5 separate regions of the Mus musculus genome follow, and regions 1, 3, 4 and 5 are each linked to region 2. Evidence: chromatin contacts called from public Hi-C, HiChIP or PLAC-seq and promoter capture Hi-C data. All regions are on one chromosome and are shown on one strand. Each heading gives the region's core, a stretch centred on a gene start, on an enhancer-like site or on the middle of the called end of the contact. The rest is flanking DNA. Distances are from core to core; before and after follow the strand shown.

Region 1 (2,700 bases), core at 169-2,668, 480 kb before region 2:
TTTTTAATAGGCCAGCTACCCTCCAGCCTCAAGTGTGTGTGAAAGATATGGCCCATGCTGGTTTCCAGAGTAGCTGAGGCCTCTGAACTGAACTTGGATCTGGACAGTCTCCCACCCCAGGTCTTTCTGAGGCCAAACTGGTTGAGTGTGCATAGGACCCAGAGCCAACAACTTAGGTAGATACACCAGCACCTTAGCTTGAAGAAGGGGGTGCACAAAGGTATGTGGTTGCTTTAGGACCCCAGCTTAGAGCTTTAGACACCCAGGGGACCGAACAAAGAAAGGCTCAAGAATTAAAGCAATGGAGATTGGCTCACACTACACTACACTACACTACACTACACTACACTACACTACACTACACTACACTACACTACACTACACTACACACGTACAGACACCTTGCTGAGCCTCGCTCACTGCAGCCAAGCCATGGTCTTCCACAGCCAGGAGATCCACACTGAGCCTGGGACCCATGTACAGGATAGCTCTAAAGAGTCTGTCTCCGTGCTTGAATCTTCGAGCCAGGGCTCAGGGTGGTAGCCATCTAGCCCTGTGTCTGTTGCTCCAGGGGGTCACAATAGGGGCAGTGGAGGGCACAGGATGGGCCACTAGCATTCCAGTGTCCATGGTTCAGCATGGCCACTCTCCTGTGCCCCCTCAGCTCTCCTGTCATATGCAAACTTCTAAGTAAGGGCATCCCCGGTAGAGATTTCACACACTCGTGTGTCTAATGACTTGGAAGACAACCACTGTGAGTGAAAGTGGCTCAGGTGAGAACAAATGAAGTATAGCGTTCTATTTCTCCTTTCCCATCAATACAGCTTAATCTCAGCTATTTTAGCCCAATTAAGTTAGAATGTCTGCTTATTTTAGACTCTCTCTCTGTCTCTCTGTCTCTCTCTGTCTCTCTCTCTCTCTCTCTCTCTCTCTCACACACACACACACACACATACACACACTCTTACACACACACACGATTTCTACCTCTGTGTCTCTCTGTTTCTCTCTGTGTTACTGATCTCAAAATTTGTCTATTAAACTTTTCTTTAAAAACAAACAAACAAAACCCTAGAAAACAGTGGGATTTAGGCAACTCCCACCAGACTCTGTGGCCTCAGACTCTCAAATGACCCCAAAGGAAGGATCAGTAATAAATACTATTCCACTTTCCTAAATGAGGAAACTGAAGAGGGTAGAGGCAGCTAACCTGAGCCTGTCCCTCACAGCCCAGACTCCCAGGACTCTCTGAGGTGCTGGTTCTAACCCTACCAACCCTGTTGGCCCACTCAGCCCAGCTCCAGCCTTCTGTACCTTAAGCGTGTCCCCCTTGTTGAAGGCCAGCTCGTCACTCTCGGTAGCCTGGAAGCTGTACAGGGCCACGGACTCCATCCCACTGTCCCTGGGCTTCAGCCGAGGACCCAGCAGCTACAGCTTCCTGCTTCCTGCAGGAGAGGACCACTTCCTTTGTTTTGAGTATTTGTTCTTTTGAAGCTGCAGCCGGAAACTGCCCTTGATGGGGGAGAAACAGGAAGCAAAGACATGTCACCCTTGTCATAGCTCAGAGAGGGTGTGCTCATAAACCCACTTTGGCTGTGGGGGAGTCCCCATTAGGACGATGCAGAGCTGTCTCGTGCTTGGCCTCTGTCTCTCAGCCTTCACATTTCTTATCTGTTTTAAATGGAGTTTCTATTGCTGTGAAAAACACCAAAACCAAAAGTGACTTGGGAGGAAAAGGTTTATTTGGCTTAGATTATAGTCTATCAGGAAAGCCAAGGCAAGAACCTGGAGGCAGGAACTGAAGCAGAGACCACGGAGGGACACTGCTTACTGGCTTGCTTCCCATGGCTTGCTCAGCCAACTTTCTTATACACCCAGAGCATCTGCCCAGGGGTGGAACTTCCCACAGAGAACCAGACTCATCCACACCAGTCATTAGTCAGGAAAACGTCCCCACAGACTTGTCCACAAGCCAATTCTCAACTCAAGCTGCCTCTGGCTTGTGTCAAGTTGAAAACAACAACAACAACAAAAAACCAAACAAACAAAAAAACAAACAAACAAAACAACTAAGCAGGACAACTGCTGATACCTGTAGCGAGATTCCTAAGCACCCACCACCTCAAACCCAAATTCCAGCCTACGTTCAAGACACTTCCAACCGTCTCCTCTCACCTGCTCCACACAGCTCCCTCATGTACCCTTTTGGGTATTCCACTACAAGCAAACTCCAGGCTGGAGAGCCATTGTGGTGGGCACACCACCTTTTCCTACTTGCCCAGGAAGCTCCTATTCACCTATGAAAACCTCACTAATAAGGCCCCTGTTGTGCTTTAAACATCGAGTACCACCTGAGCTTTCTGTAGCTTGTGGTCTGAAGGCATTACAGCTCTGCGATTGTTAAGGGAAGGCTGTGACACTGATGCAGACAGCAGTCTGGTGAGTACTAGGGGGTAAAGCACAACACGGAGAAACACAGCTATACATTTGCAACCACATGGAACCACAGAGAGCCAGTATTCTCCAAACACACAGGGACAGCTAAAGAACCCAGGCTGTGGGATGGGTACCAGATGGATCCAGATGAAGCCAGATTTTTATTTTATTTTATTTCATTTATTTACTTATTTTTAGTTTTATTTCTAAATTATTTTTTATTATTTATTTAGTTAGTTAGTTAGTTTTTCGAGACAGGGTTTT
Region 2 (2,700 bases), core at 171-2,670:
TTCCTCTTTTTACTATGAGTCTCACTATTTGCTCTGGCTGACCACAAACTCCGGGCTCAAATGATCCTCCTGCCTCAACCTGAGTAGCTCCCAAAATATTCATATACACAGACACACCAACCCCCACCCACCCCCTTCTCTATGCTGTAACTCCTCTCTGGGTGATACTCAAATGCCAACTAAGATAGCATGCTAAGCCATATCTAAGCCTGAATACGACCATCACTGCTCTAAGACCAAGCTGGTACTCATTGGACAAGCCACAACTGCAATTGCTCCTCGGAACCATGACATCAAAATGCCTGTCGGCAATTTTTCTCGGCTGTCTTGTCTGCTAGCTGCTGTTACTGCAGTACACCGATGAACTCTCTACTTCTTCTGCCTTTTCTGTCTTGGAGAATTATTTCACTGCTCCACATCATGGGTACCTGTCTGCCTGAGTTTGACACCTAGCTGTTATCCTGTTTAAGGTATAACAGGAGAGAGGTGTCTATTTACTCGGTATATACAATTTGTAGGGCAGAAGATCAATATTTTCTCTTCTGAGTTGGTTTGCTGCACATCTGTGTAACCCTCAGATAGGAGAGCTAAATGCATCATAGCTCTATACTGTTCCTACTTAATAATAGAGTGTAATGTGGCTAGTACAAATTGAATTGCTATACCAAACCTGTATAACACGATATTTCAAAGCCAATGTAAAAATTTGACTTGATATTCTGTCTTTATTTGACTGCTTGTTAAAATTAATTTTATCTTTCTTGGTGCAAAATATTGTACAAAATGTAGCCACTAAAAAAATTCGTATACCAGTTGGCATTCTAGTTCAATAGGATAACGCTGAATAATATCCTAGGGAAGGGAAGATCTGTATTCTTGCCACGCCCAATCTCCAGCTGTGGCATTGCGGTACCCAACACAGTCGCCAAGATGGCAGTCTCTGCAGAAACGCCCACACTAGGAACTCCAAGGACCAACAAACAGAACCTAGAAACCCTCCTTTCAGAGAACTCGCAGACGCAGGCCCTACCCTGCCCCACCCCTCCGTCGCCCCGCCTCTTTGCGGCAGAGCTCAGGCCGGTGCAAACCGGTTCAGTGGCCTGACTGACACTCAGTTTTACCCAATCCTCAGCACGCCCCGCCTTCCAAGGAGAGACTCGAAACGTCAAATCGCTGGCGTCTCCGGAGGCGGTTCGAAAGCCTATAATAGGCGCAGACCGTGTCTTAGACCGGCAAACCACCAATGGTGTGACGCGAGGGCGGGACCCTGTTGACCCAACCCGAGGCCTTCGGCTTTTCTCTGGAGCCAGCGGGCGAGAGGAGGGCTGATAGGCGGGGTCTAGAGCAGCGGAGCCTGCGCACTAAGGCCGCCGGCCTGGGTGACGTTATCCTTTCCCGCGGACAGCTCCGCCCTGTCCCGCCCAGCCTCGCCCCGCCCTCCTCGAAGTCAGAGGGTGCTGCGCGTGCGGTGGGTGCTGCTGTAGCCTGCCTGAGTTCTCAACGCGGTCTTTGTCCCCCAGCTTTGTTCTCGCCGCCCTGGCGTCGTCCTCGCCCCCGTCGCCGCCTGCCCCGCGCGCCCGGGCCTTGCCCGCCATGGTGGCCAGGCCGGAGCCTGAGGTCGAGGCCATGGACGCTGAGCTGGCGGTACCGCCGCCTGGCTGCTCGCACCTGGGCAGCTTCAAGGTGGACAACTGGAAGCAAAACCTGCGGGCCATCTACCAGTGCTTCGTGTGGAGCGGAACTGCCGAGGCTCGCAAGCGCAAGGTGAGCCCAAGGCTTGCGCCGCTCTGCGGGCTGGGAAGCGGGGAGTGTAGGTGGGAGAGGGAGAGGGGAAGCCTGGTAGTCGTGGGGAGGGAGCCTGGCCTTGCGGGGAGGGCGTGAGGGGAAGCCTTGCCGTGAGGGGGTGGGGCCGAGGAATGGGCAAGGCGAAGCCTCGCGGTGCAGGGAAGGGGCTAGAGGAAGCATCCCGGTGCAGGAAGGGGGACTAAGGAGAACCTCGCAACGTGGGGAGGGGGCTAGAGGAAGCGTCGTGGTGCAGGGAGGGGGCTAGAGGAAGCATCACGGTGCTGGGAGGGGTCCAGGGACCACCTAGTGGACGCTGTTGGGAGTGTGGCGGTGGAACCCACGATGGGAGGGGGAGGGGTATCTGAGTAGGAGGAGGAAGATCTGTCTGGACATTCCATTGAGGAGTATTTGTCTGTAAAGGTAGTGGTGGGGGCCTGGGGTCTGCAGGGTAGTTCCGTGGATAACAGCTCGTTCCCGGGGCTGAGACCCTTCGCGGACACCTGAGGCTGGCAGGGCCTCCGCGCACTCGAGTTGAGAAGCGAGATTTTTAGGACGTAGGAGGTGATTGACAACCGCAGCCTTCGAGAGTGGCTATTTTGTTGTTTTGGGTCCTGTAAATCTCAGCAACTATGATGATTTTATTAGTGATTTGGAGATGGGAAAACATTATTTTCTAATTTAAAAAAAACTTCATAATTACAATTTGATTTTGAAGGTGAAAAGTGGAATAGAAAATTTTGATTGTTTCTATCTTGAGTAGCATTTTATAACGGGAGAACTGACAAATCTGCTGGGTGTTTCATGTTAAGCATCAAACTCTCCCTCTTTAGTTTCTCGAGGCAGGACTTCTCTCTATAGCCCTTGGCGTTCTTTTCTTTTTTCTTTTTTCTTTTCTTTTTGGTTTTTCGAGACAGG
Region 3 (2,789 bases), core at 32-2,531, 350 kb before region 2:
AACAATAAACCCCACACATTCACAGAGCTGTATAACTATTGTTACTAGGTAGAATGGAACTTGTTTCCATTACTCCAGAAAGAATCCATACTCAACTCCTAGCCACCAGCTTGCTATTATTATGCCTTGGTTCATGAAGACTTGTTTGATGTGGACATTATCATATTATTAGCAAAGTCACATTACTGTGGCCTTCATTTGTTGGCAGCATGTCTGCAATATAGTAGGTGTTTAGTCTTTTCCTGGCCAGAAGTATCCCCTGTGGATGTGGCAACTCATGGTACACTCTCCTCCCATTGGACATTTGCATTGTGTTTAGTTCCTGGCCATTGTGAATCTAATTTTCAAAAGAGAAGATTGAACTAAAGCCCAAATGATCACTATCTGTTTTTACATGGTGGTGAGGATTAAAGCTATCCTGAACAAGGGTGCTGCTCATGGTCGGCTCCTTGAGGCTGGTCCCTGTGCCTGTTCTCTGTGGACCTGCCCACTCTCGGCTCCCACACAGTTGACACTTTTACTGGTGACTGGAGGAATACACAGATCACCAAAGCCCAGAAATGTCCCCTCCCCACCTCTCCCCGCCAGCTCAGAGCTTGTGGTAGGACATCTTAGATTGCTGGGAGGTTGTGCACCCTGATAAGTTAAAGTGTATCCTTCCAGCATGGAGATAGCTGTTGGTAAAATCTGAACTACCTATCCACTTCTTTCCCCCTTACATTGTGTAACCGAATTGAGGTCACATTGTGTATTGTTACGCTCAGACACACATACATTTCCCAACTTGTGCTGTGCTGTGTATGTGCCCCATGTAGGTGTCATTGGAAACCGTGGTAGTACTCATTTGTGTGGTATGGGTTGGCACTTTGTGGTTGGGCCACTAGCTCTTTAGCAGCTATGTGTCCTGTGTAGGTGCTATTGAAAAATGATGCTGAAGTCACTGTGTTCTTTGGGTTTGGCCCCAGCTACTTGACCCAGGCAGGTGTTTTGCTTCTTGAAGCTCTGAGCTGGCTCCAGAGCAGGCCTGTGATATGGGCTTACTGCTTAGCCTCTGCTAAAACTGAGTGGCTAAGAGCCACTCCTCAGTCCCAGGATACTCATAATTATTAAAGTCTCTTCCCACAGCACAGAGCCACTCTCTGCATGAAAGGAATGCTTTTCTGAAAGCCACCATTTGTAGTGGGTCCTGTTATTACCAGTTCTTTCCAAGCAGCACTGGGGACTGCTGAGCCAAGTGGCCTTGGGAGGAAATGCTAAGAGCCCAGAGGAGGGAAGTTGGAGCCTGCCAGGTCAGCGGGGCACTTCCTCCTCTGTTCTAGATACACAAAGCTGCCACCTGGTCTGAAGAGGCCTCACAGCCTGTTAATTCAGAAGGCCTTGGCTGGCTTGTCACCCTTACAGTCTACCCACCTACCAGAGCCAAGGCCAGGACTGAGCCTAAGTTCCGCCTGCCGGTAGCAGGTGTGCTCTGGCTTCTTGATGACCCCAGTATGGACTGTGACTGCCGGCTGTGCACATGAATATTCATTTATCCACTGGGCTCCATGTGAATGGATCTACAGAGGAGGCGGAAGCTGCTGTCTCTCTGAACTTGGTTCCATTCTCCTTTCTACTCACTTGAGCTTTAAATAAGCCTTTATTTATTGGGTGTGTGGCATGGCAGGACCTACTGATGCCAGACCCTGAAGGTATAGAAGAGCCTTGTGATGGCCTCATTGCCCTTTCTCTCTCCTAAGGGCGGCGGGCCAGCCTCGTGTCTGCTGCTTTCCTGTGGAGTTAGGGGTTAGGGGTGGCACTCTCTTTACAGAGTGATTGAAGCAGACTGCTGGCTACAGGACTACCTGCTTGTGACTATGGTTTCTATTCATTTGGCACTAAATTCAGCCCATCAGCTTTCAGAGTCCCCGTTACACACACCTTGGACTTGCAGTGTTACTTGCAGAATGGAGACTTGACAGCTCATTTGGGTTCAACTGTTTATCCCTGATGATCTATGTCATTTGGGATTGGCAAGGGTTTGAGCTGAGCATGCATTTATTTCATTCTCTGTTCAGAGCTCTGAGTTTTGATTACTTTGTCCCCACTGGCTCTCCATGCTGCTGGCTCAGGAGGAGTGTTGCAGGTATCCAGACTGGTGGTGGGTAGCTGGGGTAATAAGCTCCAGGTCTTGAACTGTGAGGTATAGGCAGCCTATCCTCTCAGACTCCTAATCTTTGCATTGTCTTATTCTGCCTGAGAAACTTTATCTATAAAGATTTATTTCATTTTTCTTTGTTTGTGTATGCCACAAGTGTAGGGGTGCCTGTGGAAGCCAGACGAAGGCATTGCATTCCCTGGAGCTGAAAGTACAGTACAGGTTGTGAGCCACTTGATGTAGGTTCTGGGAATCAAATTTTATCCTCTGGAAGAGCGTCAATCACTTGTAACTGCTGAGTTATCTCTCCAGCTCCACTCTTCTTAAAGACATGGGGTGGGTGTCTGTTTATGGAGATGTGGTCATCTTATTCTCAGAATCCCCTCTTGCCCTGTGTTCTGGCTCCTGGCTTTCTATTGTCTTCAGGTTGGTACAATGATTTGTTTCTTCTTAGAGGCAGGGACCATCCCAGGGCTTGGCTGGAGGAATGCTAATCAAATTGATAGGGTAGAGTAAGACAACTATGCAAGAAGCTTGGGGTGTTATGTGTTTGAGCTAGGTGGCTCTTGCCTGAGAGGGCCTTGGGCAGGGCTCTTGTGTGTTAGGAGCTCAGATTTGCATGCATTCTGGCTTCCTATTTATCTCAAAACAGACC
Region 4 (2,700 bases), core at 43-2,542, 480 kb after region 2:
GGCACACCCTCACGGTGAGCCAAAAAGAGGCTCCCATCTGAGAAGCCTCTCCTGGCAGCTCTTTAGTTATGGTGTCTGTAAAGCCTGGCACCCCCTGATCATTGCTGAGATCGCAACAAGAAAAAACTGAGCCATGGCAGGGTCTCCCCCTGAAAGTGCCTCCTAAGAGAAGTCCAGGGTCCCTAAGTTCTACTCAGGACAGTAGCAGCTGCTTCAAAACTCCTACTCCACTGCTATCACACAGCAAGGCAAGGAAAGATAAGCGGCCCTCTCCCTACTGAACCTCAGTTTTTTTTTTTTTGTTTGTTTGTTTGTTTTTTAACGTGTGTAATGGAAATGAGAAATCGAATCCTCAACAGCAAGATGCACACAGGCTCTGGGATAAAAGTAACATCTAATCAGAGCCCCACCAGTACAGATAAGAGTTAGGCTTGTGGGGCTCTATACTGGTCAGTGCAGACTAGGTGGGAGCTGAGGCCTTTCCCGGGTCTCTTCTGTATCTCGTCTCTCCAACTTTAGTAAGGTCAGGAACTGGCCGGGTCGCAAGGACATCCAGAATCCACAAGGGGGAAACTGGCCTCATTTCATGGCGGGGGAAACTGAGGCACTAAGGTTTGAAATGCAGTTGAGCATACAGACCAGCACATCCCTTGAACTAGGGACCCCAAGGTAGGGCAGAGCCTGGTGAGAAAAGTGGAGGCGCAGGGATTTCCCAGCCCCCCCACCCCCCACTTTTCCCTCTCTCGCCCGCCTAAGAGTTAAAGAAAACAAAACCTGGCCCTGAATGTCCCTCAGCCGAGCCGGGCTACACACCAAAAATGAAAGAAAAGAGGCCAAGAGCGAAAGGCAGATAGGTCGGAGGACCCCACTGAGCCCAAGGGACACCGGGAGAGATATCAGGGGTTCAGAGACCAGGAGCCCGAAAGCGCACGGCACGGCGCGGGGCGCAGCCCGACACCCCAACCAGGCACACCCGAGCAGCGCGGCGCTCGCAGGGCAGAGGCGGCCCGATGTGGCCCGCCTGAGCCGCCGGCGCCCCCGCCGCCGCACCTTGTGGAAGGCGAAGAGCTCCTGCTTAAGCTTCTCGCGCTGCGGGTCGGCGCCCTGCCGCCGGAACCGAAACTTCATCATCTTGCGCCCGCCTCCGCCACCGCCGCGGGATGCGCCCGGCCCCGCCGGTCCTGAGGCGCGGGGCGGGGCCTGCACGGAGGCGCGGGACGCCACGGACGCCCGCCCGACCCACGACGTGAGCGTGCCCGCCGTGCCGTGCCGCCCCTTGCTCGCCAGACAATGGGCGAGGACGGGGCCCCCGGGCTCGCCGGGCTCGCCGGGGGGGGGGGGCAGTCACGCATGCGCAATGGTGCGGGGCCTGCTGGGACTTGTAGTCCGAAGGTGGGTCCCAACCGTGGGAAGCTGGGCTGTGGTTTGCTAAAGGTTGTTTTCCACTCACGACTGAGCTAACAACATTCTAATAATTCCAGGGACAATTCTCTAGCCCCTCCCGGTCCCACTTCCCCCATCTTTGCCGTTGTTATCTAGTTTGTGTGGCCAGTTTTCACGGATCACTACTTTGCCTATTCCTCCGGTGTGTATTCCACACCACGCTTTTTGTCTCAACTATTATCGAAGAACCCCTCTCTAGGAGCCCGCGATGGTTGTGCATAACTTTAATTCTGGCAATCAGGTGGCAAGCAGAGGCAGGCAGATCTCTCTGAGTTCCAGGCCAGTCAAAAGCTACATTGTAAAACTATGTCTCAAAAAAAAAAAAGAAAATCTCAATTCCTTGAGAGTTATTATTCATGACCCAACACAAAGAACTTCGGTTTGCACCGGCTCAGAAGATCCTTGAGAGGGACGCGAGGCAAAGAAAAGGGGCGGAGGGCTGCAGGAGGTGGCAGGCACGTAGGGCTGAACAGGAGCGGGCTGGATACAGCTTCTCCCCTTGTTTCCCCCATCCCTACAGGGAACTCCGAGAACAAAGCTGCGCCCCGCCCCCGCTTTCTTCCTGTCCCACCCACCTCCCGAGACTTTTCTCTTCTGGACAATGGCCTCTAGGCTGAACCTTTTCCTGCTAGCTGAGGGACTCAGTGTTGGGAGAGATCCCAGGAGTTTAAGCGGGCCAAGCCCCTGTCCTCCCATCTTTGTCAAGAGAGGAGGCGTTGACCCTTAACCCTCAGGCAGCTGCACTGCAGCAACAGGGACCTAGCTACCTCCAAACTGCCCACGACCAGCGTTGCTCAACCCGCCCTGGGAGTTGGGGCTCAGGACTCACAGCTCTTTCCCGAGCTGTAGCTAAAGTGGTTGGCTAGACAGCAAAGGGCCCCTCCTGATCTCAACACGCTTAATGATTTTAAGAGCTCACTGAGAGAGGCACAGATACCACACAATTTTAAAGTGATATCACCCCAGATGCACAGAGGAAGAAACAGTGGCAGCCAACACAGACCAAGATCAGCCCCACACAAGTCATGATCAGAAGCAACTCAGAGGCCTAGGCTACAGTCCTTGTGCTACCCCATGTTGGATTTCAACCTTGCAAATGCTCAGGACATGCTCTACCTCAGCACCAGCTTTCTCTACCCTCATCTCTGCAGTAAAAGTTTATTAGGTTACCCAAGTAACCAATCCCCAGAAATTTTACACTGCAGTCACAAAAACAAAACAAACAAACAAAAAACCCCAAACACCAGACAACAAAAC
Region 5 (2,700 bases), core at 63-2,562, 510 kb before region 2:
TGGTTTGACTGTCTGTACAAGCATTGTACACAGCTTCTCAAGATGTGTGTGTGTCAGTATGGAGCAGTCACCCAAAGCCGGGCACTGTGCAGCCCAGTCAACGGCTGTCAGCTAAGGGAATCCACACAAGGCCTGAAGAGCCTCTTGATGGCAAACCACAACCTAAGTAAATACCCTCACCTCTTCCACTGGTGAAAACCTTCAATAGGTACCACCTGCTCTGGCCTGGACAGCTGCTGCTACTGTAGCACTCAGAGAAAAGCTTGGAGAACCACCACCAGCCACACAGCACAGCTAGGAAGCAGGCAGATTTCCTCAGGGCTCCAGACCAGCCTCCACGTCTCTCCCGAGACCCCTGCCAGCAAGCTCATGTATGTGTGCAAGCTTCTATCTGCTCCTGGGTCTGAGACGAGATAAGGGAGAGTGGGTGAGAGAAAGGCCGCATTCCTCCCACACAGCTCATGGTTTGCATTTGGGGAACTCAGAAACACTCCAGGAGGGCACAGAAGCCCACTCAGCCTGGAAGCCCAGTGCCACCTGCTAGAGGGAGTGGACATTCAGCTTCTGATCACCGGAGGAGGCAACCGAGAGGCCAGTCAGAGGTCCAGGGGCTGTCTCGGTGCCCATGCGTGCTGGGTGAATGGGGGTCTCGCCGTGGCGCCTCACCTTCTGCGCCTGGCTGACCATCTTGCGCACCACTTCCTTGATGTGCGGCTGCCCGTCGATGGGTGGCTGCATGTAGACGCTGGCCCGGGTCACACCTCGGTAGGCAATGGTGTCAGGCCAGCCCAGGTCCAGCTGCGGGATGGAGCGGTCCGACTTCTGGGGCCAATACTCCAGCGAGGGCAGCGTCTCCGTGGCTGGGGGCCCGCCCGCCGCACTGGTCTCCTCGCTGGCATCCGCGCCTCCGTTGTCCTGGGGTTCGGGGCGGCGGCCCGAGACCCGCGGGTCCTCAGAGCCCGGGTCGTACACCTCGATGGCCTCCACGATACGCGAAAGCTCCAGCTCCGAAAGAAAGTCGCGGATGTTCTCGCGCTTCAGCACCTCGTAGAAGGCGTCGCGACCCCGGGCCACCAGGGCCTCCAGGGCCAGCCTCTGCTCCTCGCTGTAGAAGAACTCGGGCTTCGACTCGCTGGATCGCCAGTTCACGTGGTTGTCGTCCAGACACTGCACCTGGGAGAAGGCCATGGTGGCCCTCGCTGTGGGAACGCGGCCCGACGGGCACCGCGCTCTCAGGCTCCGGGGCCTCGGCGCCTCTGAGAACCGCACCTGAGGGAATCAGCAAAAGACCGCGGTCGGGGTCAGAGGGCGGGCGGGGGCGTGGCGAAGGAAGGGGCGTGGCGGGTAGTGTGTGGGCGGAGCGAGGCGTGGCGAGGTTAGCCAGAGCCGTCCAGGGCCGCGGTTGTCCTCTGCCTCTGTCTTGGGATCCGCCTGAGGTTCTCGGAATCCTGGGAATAAGCTGGGGCTGACGGGGACCCTCGCCCCAGTCCGGAGTAAGAGCCGGGACGCCAGCCCAAGTGAGGCTCGCAAACCCGGAGGAGGGACTTGCTTACCAAGCAGGTGGCGCCGTGCAGACCGGACGACCCGAGGAACCACAGGCGTTGGTGGTGGCACCGGGCTGGACCGCCGGTGACTAAGGGCGGTCCCGCCCACCCTGCCACCCTCACCTGGGGTCACGTGCGGCCCCGGGGGCGGAGCCGGAAGCTGATTCATCTCCTCAGACGGCGCAAGGCTGGACAATTTGCTGCCTCTAAGCCTCGTGGAAGTCTTCCTCTGCCCCCCAGTCCCGCTGGCGATCCTGGTCCATCTCTGGCCCGGTTCTGTCTTGCGGGTGGGATGCTCAGCTGTCCAGTTGTAGACTGAAGGTTGGGTCGTGGGCCGAGGCCCAGCTCCAGCTCCAACTGCTTCCACACTCTTGCTCTCCATGTGCACAGACCAGATACAGATTAGTCCTGAGCCCAACTGCTTGCTGGGATCCCACCTAGCAGAACCTGGTGCACCTCACATGCCTGAACCCTGCGCCAGAAAAGGGTAGAGAGAACCAAGCTGTGCTCAAACGCAGCTCTTGGCTGTTCCCCAGTGATGGAGACCATTAGGTCCTTATCTGAGGGCAGGATGTCAGGTGCAGTTTGGCAAAGGGCTCCTTCCTGAAGCTTCTTGTTTCAGGACACCAGGCCAATACTGCCCTGTCTTTCTAGCCTACTTACCATCTCTGGGTCAGGATAGAGCTGGTTTGAGTCCCAGTGGACCCTGGCCTTAACCTAATGAGGACAAGCTAATGGCAACATTGTACCCTCCAGACATGTCCTCACTGTTCATTTTCCAGTAAGGCCTCCTTGCCCTGCATTCACTGCTTTCAAAGCTTCAAAGCCTAGTTAGCATCCTTGGAGTCCTCACCACTGATCCCCAGACTCAAACCCTTCACCTCTAGCCTCAAAGTCCTCATCAGGCCTTACACTGGGTGAACACTGTGGTTCATACCTGCTCTTGCTTGGCACTCTTGCCCACCTCGGGCACCTGAGTCACCTCCTTACCTCCCATTCCCAAGGAGCAGAGAGGGGCAGTGATGAGTGTGAGTCTTGTACCCTCAACAAAGATGTGCTGACCCTCAGTTTATTCTCTTGTTCTTACCACTGTGGAGTTCCCGGCTTCATTAAGGAACCTGGCCCTCTGGCTGGAAGGCTCATCTGCTCCACTCAA

What was found. Promoter capture Hi-C pulls out the DNA fragments that hold promoters and counts their contacts. A called contact is a pair of places that touch in the nucleus more often than the background predicts. HiChIP or PLAC-seq counts read pairs in DNA pulled down with a chosen protein or histone mark.
Region 1: a promoter capture Hi-C map of neural stem cells shows a contact between it and region 2. The contact joins the promoter of Grap here to the promoter of Usp22 in region 2. A contact is called at or near these places in 9 of 39 promoter capture datasets (the 3T3-L1 cell line, the HPC-7 cell line, cranial neural crest and 4 more), 6 of 115 datasets of contacts at active chromatin or transcription factors (the NIH/3T3 cell line, craniofacial prominence, embryonic forebrain and 3 more) and 2 of 9 other capture datasets (adipose tissue and embryonic stem cells).
Region 3: an H3K27ac HiChIP or PLAC-seq map of embryonic stem cells shows a contact between it and region 2, with 2.8 times the contacts expected there. The contact joins the enhancer-like site here to the promoter of Usp22 in region 2. A contact is called at or near these places in 2 of 39 promoter capture datasets (cranial neural crest and frontonasal cranial neural crest), 5 of 115 datasets of contacts at active chromatin or transcription factors (embryonic forebrain, embryonic hindbrain, embryonic stem cells and 1 more) and 1 of 9 other capture datasets (embryonic stem cells).
Region 4: a Hi-C map of B cells shows a contact between it and region 2, with 5 read pairs. The contact joins the promoter of Llgl1 here to the promoter of Usp22 in region 2. A contact is called at or near these places in 2 of 484 Hi-C or Micro-C datasets (B cells and embryonic stem cells), 5 of 115 datasets of contacts at active chromatin or transcription factors (bone marrow-derived macrophages, embryonic stem cells, extraembryonic endoderm stem cells and 2 more) and 1 of 9 other capture datasets (adipose tissue).
Region 5: a contact with region 2 is called in an H3K27ac HiChIP or PLAC-seq map of extraembryonic endoderm stem cells, with 5 times the contacts expected there. The contact joins the promoter of Fam83g here to the promoter of Usp22 in region 2. A contact is called at or near these places in 5 of 39 promoter capture datasets (3T3-L1-derived adipocytes, cranial neural crest, embryonic stem cells and 2 more), 1 of 484 Hi-C or Micro-C datasets (embryonic stem cells), 7 of 115 datasets of contacts at active chromatin or transcription factors (embryonic basal ganglia, embryonic forebrain, embryonic limb bud and 4 more) and 1 of 9 other capture datasets (embryonic stem cells).

Annotation. Positions count from the first base shown.
Region 1 is chr11:61,652,039-61,654,738 of GRCm38.p6, reverse strand. It overlaps Grap (GRB2-related adaptor protein), which reads right to left and starts at 1,418. Exons shown (of 5, transcript NM_027817.3): 1 at 1,315-1,418. The coding sequence starts at 1,392.
Region 2 is chr11:61,173,779-61,176,478 of GRCm38.p6, reverse strand. Usp22 (ubiquitin specific peptidase 22) reads left to right here and starts at 1,420. Exons shown (of 13, transcript NM_001004143.4): 1 at 1,420-1,764. The coding sequence starts at 1,594.
Region 3 is chr11:61,528,038-61,530,826 of GRCm38.p6, reverse strand. All of the region lies in intron 7 of Epn2 (epsin 2), which reads left to right. Among named protein-coding and RNA genes, the nearest start is that of B9d1, 24 kb to the right of the region's middle. Within about 2 kb of position 1,281, at least 55 of the 459 cell types and tissues checked have an H3K27ac peak or open chromatin away from gene starts, as enhancers often do. A contact at or near this core is called in embryonic stem cells, where this site is marked.
Region 4 is chr11:60,698,292-60,700,991 of GRCm38.p6, reverse strand. Llgl1 (LLGL1 scribble cell polarity complex component) reads right to left here and starts at 1,292. Exons shown (of 21, transcript NM_001159404.2): 1 at 1,051-1,292. The coding sequence starts at 1,131.
Region 5 is chr11:61,683,022-61,685,721 of GRCm38.p6, reverse strand. Fam83g (family with sequence similarity 83, member G) reads right to left here and starts at 1,312. Exons shown (of 5, transcript NM_178618.3): 1 at 667-1,312. The coding sequence starts at 1,188. All of the region lies in intron 9 of Slc5a10 (solute carrier family 5 (sodium/glucose cotransporter), member 10), which reads left to right.